Linked DNA regions of Zea mays: region 2 is linked to region 1. A link is a contact called in public Hi-C data. All regions are on one chromosome and are shown on one strand. The core of a region is the stretch at or near the end of the contact, and the rest is flanking DNA. Distances in the headings are between cores, read along the strand shown.

Region 1 (2,730 bases), core at 59-2,558:
AGAGAACAGAGGAGGGAGAGGAGAGTAGTAGAGGCTGGTGGCGGCGGCTTGGCTGGTGAGCAGGCGTGCGCGTTAGAGGCTAAGGTTTGGGGATGGGCCCCTAGTGGGCTGGCTGGTGAAGTTTGTTTTTTTTCTTCTTCTTTTTAATTGCGAAATACCTTTTTATATAGCTCAAAAATTCATAAAAAATGCACCAAAACTATTTATAAATAACATATTTATTTTTAGACTAATAATTGTTATATTATTTAATTATTATATTATTTACTAGGTTTTTCTTTAAAAAGGAATTGATAATAAACATCCGATAATCAATCAAGCGCATGCAAAGAAAACGATGAAAATGCAAATAAATAATTAATCACTTAAAAATTATTACCGTATTTACTAAATTTATTATTTTTAGTTGATGGTTTTTGTGGTGCTACAATTTGCAAAAAAAAACCTAGACATCCAGCTCGCTGATGAAGAGAGAAAAATGTGAGAAATTGTAGGGGCCAATGGGCTATCCTATCTAGCAGCTCTTTTGCCCGAATCTTGAGGGTTGCTGTCTATGGAGTTTGTAGTGATGGTTTCTATTTTTTATGGATCCTTTTTGTATGCATGTTTCTGGTCTTCATAAAGAGTACCTTGTATTTTTTCGGTCTTCTCTAAGGCCTTGTTACATTTTTTTCTTAATATATAAAAACATGTGTTTTTTCTGTATTTTTCGAGAAACAAATTTTTTTAACAAAAACTGATGTGGCACTGAAGTGACTATAGATTGAAGATAAATGTTGTTATTGAAGTGTTGCAATAGATAAGAGCTAATGCTAGCAGATAAAGTCTGATGAATAACAATGTGATGGTAGATATAGCCTGAAAAGATAAAACCAGCCTTATAATTCCTTTTTTATGGACACTTCAAACTAACTCTACGTGAGTAATACTACCTCTATTTTTTTACTGGACCTCGATAGTTTAAATGTATATAAAAAACGTTAAATAAAAACTAGAAGGGGATACTTATCTACTTTATGTATGTGCGTTCTTGATTTCCGTGATAGTCTTTGTAGATTTTTGGGTCTATTTTAGACCTTGTTTTATTTTTTTAAATATATATGATGCACAATTTTTTTGAGATTTTTTTTGGGGAATTTGCACCACTTTTCTCATTTTGTGATCAAAAGTTTCCATTTAAGACCGTGGTTTGTTTTGCGTAAGGAAATGTTATCGCTCTTTTTTGTTATGAAAAGAATCATTGATAATTTGAAATCATTATTAGTTCCCATGCTTTATCTTTCTCAGACTATACATTAAGAAAAAACATCGACTGGTTTTTTTTTTCTGAATTGTGATGATAGGCGGGCAGCGCTGAGAAACGGAAGAGGACACGAAGCAGAAGCAAAGAAAAAAAGTAAAACCAAGAACCGCCGCCTCGCCGTTCGAGAGAAGGGAAGAGGGGGGAAAAAGATGCTCGCCAGAACCATCGGAGGCGCCGTCCGAACCCGCCTCGCGCCGTCCCTCGCGAGCCTTCTCTGCCGCGGCTACGCGTCCCCCGCCTCCTCCGCCGACGACCTTGTCATCGACGAGGACCCGCCGCGCGCCGCCTCGACGTCCGTTGCCGCCACCACCGTGGCGGCCACCGTGCCGACCCTCCTGCAGCCGCGGGTGCTCATCTACGACGGCGTCTGTCACCTCTGCCACCGCGGTGAGTGGAACAGCGACACCCTGCTCTGGGGTTTTCTCAAGGGATCATTTCGTTGTCTTCACAATTGGGCGAACGATTGATGTGCACTCCGATTGTTGGATCCGTGATGCTCTCGTGACCGAGAAATTGTTCTCGCCTTTGCAATGCAGGGGTGAAGTGGGTGATTAGGACGGATAAGCACGCCAAGATCAAGTTCTGCTGCGTGCAGTCCAAGGCCGCCGAGCCATACCTGAGGCTGGTGGGCATGGACAGGGAGGATGTGCTGCGGCGTGTCCTCTTTGTCGAGGGCCCCGAGGCCTATTACGAGGGCTCTACGGGTTAGTTACTACACTCCTGATCGGATCAAGAAGTTATCGGTCACTTGTGTGCTATGAACAGACTAAACGTTGTGATGCTGGGGTGGTGTGCAATGCATGCTAGTAGTAAGAATGCTAACAGCAGCTAGTTAGCAACTATGAGCTATTTGGATTACCATTCTTCTGTTTTACTTTAGTTTCATGACACCATCTTGGAGGATATTTCAGCTCTTGAGTTACATGTCCGTAGGATGCTGTGCCAATGTGACATCTCTCATGATTTATGAATCGTGGGCGGATCACCTTTTGCTTCTTGTTGATGCTTATGATTTGGGTCAGCTGCAGGATTCATCATTAACAACCATTGTGAAGGATAGTAATGTAGCAAGCCTTACCATGTTCAGTGGACTAACTTGATCTACAGTTTGCTCTGTCTCATGTTGCCCATCCTACTATCTCTCTCATCATGCATTCCTTACCAATGAATAAATGATGTACCAGTTGTAGTTGTTAGGGCATCTTCAAGAGACTAGCTAAATAGCTTGTCAAGCTAAATTTTAGCTACTTAATAGCAAAATAGCTATTCAACAGACTAGCCATTTAACTTGCCAAGCTATCCAGCTCTCTAAATTGACTCCCTCGATAGCCAAATTTGGCTAGCAAATCTCGCTAGCCAAGCTAACTTGTATGTTGGAGAGTCTGTTAGATTGAAATGTTATATATAGAGTTTAATCTTTATGGAAA
Region 2 (2,730 bases), core at 116-2,615, 190 kb before region 1:
GGTCTGACAGAGACAAAACGGGCAGGGACACCCTTCGCTCGACTCGGCACCAGACGAAGGCCTGCGACGGCGTCATCCCACAGTGCGGCCTCGTCCAGCTCAGAGGCCCACGTGTGATCCGGCCCAGTGTAACGGGCCCTGCGTGGCCGCCGCGTGTTACGGGCCTAATTTGTAAAGGCATCCCTGTAATTACAGTCTGTAACCCTGCTTTATGGGAATATTCTGGGGATAACCTAGGTAGCTCAGGGCACATGCGTCCTTAGCACAAGGCGCTGGGCGCTCAGGTACCTATAAATACCCTCGCACAGTGACCGTGGGAGGCCAGATTAACAGAGCTATTGCCATCTAGCGCGTAACCCTATTAACGTCACTGTTCACCATTGTTGGCCCCCCTTGCGAGTGAGAGCAAGTCCCAACATTATACATCACTCTTGTAGTTTCATAAACTACAAGAGAGACATATAAGTTTTATAAATAAATTTACTTTTATTTTTCCTATAAAGAAATAACCAAAACAAAAATATACATCTCGATGAGTTATACAACTTTATAGTTGAAAACTTTTACAGCTCAATTATTTTTTCTTCAAAATTTGATTTGCATAGTGTAAAAAAAACATTCAGCGAATGATTTCTCTAGCTGTTTGCCGAGTGTTAAAAAACACTCGCCAAAATGTTTCTTTGCTGAGTGTTTTTTAGTCGAGCGTTTTTTGTTTGACAATTAGTAAAGAGTTTTTTTTTTGTTTTGTTGACTGTGGAAAGAAAAACAATAAGCAAATTATTTAACGCTCGGCAAAGGGCCAGAATTGTGAACTATATATACTGCTCCGTCTCGAACTAGGCCATCGGAGCTTCTGCGAGACACTGAGAATCCACGAATCCAGCAGCCTCCATGCATGACCTCCAAGCTCAACGCAGACGTGAAGTTCAGGGCAGCACTCCACGATGTCCCGTTGGGGAAGACCTAATAGGACCGCCAGTAGAAAACGTCACTGTACTAGTACAGTCTCCAGCCGATATACATGCAGCTGAGCCGCTGTCATATCTTGTTCTCTTCCTGTTGTTCGCCACCGTCTCACGAGATCGAGTCCACCTCTCTGCCCAGAGTTGCATCAACGAAAAGAAAAAGGAAAAAAAACCGGCGGTTCCAAAAAAGACTCGGCCACACACAGGCACACGCTCGCTACGAGGCCACAATAATTCGCAGAAGCGACCAAGCTGCACTTGCGCTCGCGGACAAGGCCACCCATCTAAAGGATTCAGAGAGATCTTTGCGAGGCTTGTGGTCGAGATGCCTTCGCCGTTCGCCACAAATACTCCCCGGAGAGCGAGTACTTACTGGCTCGCCATATGGCACCAACAGCAAAACAGCGAAACAGTGCAGAGACAAGCTACAACAACCTACCCTAACAGGCCATTCCTTCCACTGCACTTCATTCGATCCTGAGCTATAGCTGGCTGCCTGAGCTCGCTCCAAGAAGTGTATCTATAGTATAGACACTAGGCTTCGTGTGGCGTGCTCGAGATATGCTTGCAGTGTCGCCGTCGCCGGTGCGGTGTGCCGATGCGGAGGAGTGCGGCGGAGGAGGCGCCAGCAAGGAAATGGAGGAGACCGCCGTCGGGCCTGTGTCCGACTCGGACCTGGATTTCGACTTCACGGTCGACGACATAGACTTCGGGGACTTCTTCCTCAGGCTAGACGACGGGGATGACGCGCTGCCGGGCCTCGAGGTCGACCCTGCCGAGATCGTCTTCGCTGACTTCGAGGCAATCGCCACCGCCGGCGGCGATGGCGGCGTCACGGACCAGGAGGTGCCCAGTGTCCTGCCCTTTGCGGACGCGGCGCACATAGGCGCCGTGGATCCGTGTTGTGGTGTCCTTGGCGAGGACAACGACGCAGCGTGCGCAGACGTGGAAGAAGGGAAAGGGGAGTGCGACCATGCCGACGAGGTAGCAGCCGCCGGTAATAATAATAGCGACTCCGGTGAGGCCGGCTGTGGAGGAGCCTTTGCCGGCGAAAAATCACCGTCGTCGACGGCATCGTCGTCGCAGGAGGCTGAGAGCCGGCGCAAGGTGTCCAAGAAGCACTCCCAAGGGAAGAAGAAAGCAAAGGTACGCAGGGCTACGCATGCAGTATAGGCGTATAGCAATAATTGCAAAGCCCTAAATATATAGCAAAACAAAGCGATGATACCATGCATGTGTGCTCTGCTGACATGTCTTAACTTAACACAGGTGGATTGGACGCCGGAGCTTCACCGGAGATTCGTTCAGGCGGTGGAGGAGCTGGGCATCGACAAGGCGGTGCCGTCCAGGATCCTCGAGATCATGGGGATCGACTCCCTCACGCGGCATAACATAGCCAGCCATCTGCAGGTCCGTGCCGCGACGTACTCCAGCAGCTACTACCAATGTTTCCTTTGTGCTAACCCGCGACCGATTTTGGCTATCTAAATTGGAGCAGAAGTACCGTTCCCACAGGAAGCACATGCTTGCGAGGGAGGTGGAGGCAGCGACGTGGACGACGCACCGGCGGCCGATGTACGCTGCCCCCAGCGGCGCCGTGAAGAGGCCCGACTCTAACGCGTGGACCGTGCCGACCATCGGTTTCCCTCCGCCGGCGGGGACCCCTCCTCGTCCGGTGCAGCACTTCGGGAGGCCACTGCACGTCTGGGGCCATCCGAGTCCGACGCCAGCGGTGGAGTCACCCCGGGTGCCAATGTGGCCTCGG

Evidence for each region. Hi-C and Micro-C count contacts between places; a contact is called where the count stands out from the background.
Region 2: a Hi-C map of leaf shows a contact between it and region 1, with 4 times the contacts expected there. The contact joins the promoter of LOC541882 here to the promoter of LOC100280134 in region 1. A contact is called at or near these places in 4 of 25 Hi-C or Micro-C datasets (bundle sheath, ear, leaf and 1 more).

The regions. Positions count from the first base shown.
Region 1 is chr9:3,915,826-3,918,555 of Zm-B73-REFERENCE-NAM-5.0, reverse strand. It overlaps LOC100280134 (nucleic acid binding protein), which reads left to right and starts at 1,308. Exons shown (of 3, transcript NM_001153067.2): 1 at 1,308-1,690; 2 at 1,840-2,007. The coding sequence starts at 1,453.
Region 2 is chr9:4,109,877-4,112,606 of Zm-B73-REFERENCE-NAM-5.0, reverse strand. It overlaps LOC541882 (G2-like 1), which reads left to right and starts at 1,365. Exons shown (of 6, transcript NM_001111548.1): 1 at 1,365-2,111; 2 at 2,235-2,375; 3 at 2,464-2,730. The coding sequence starts at 1,527.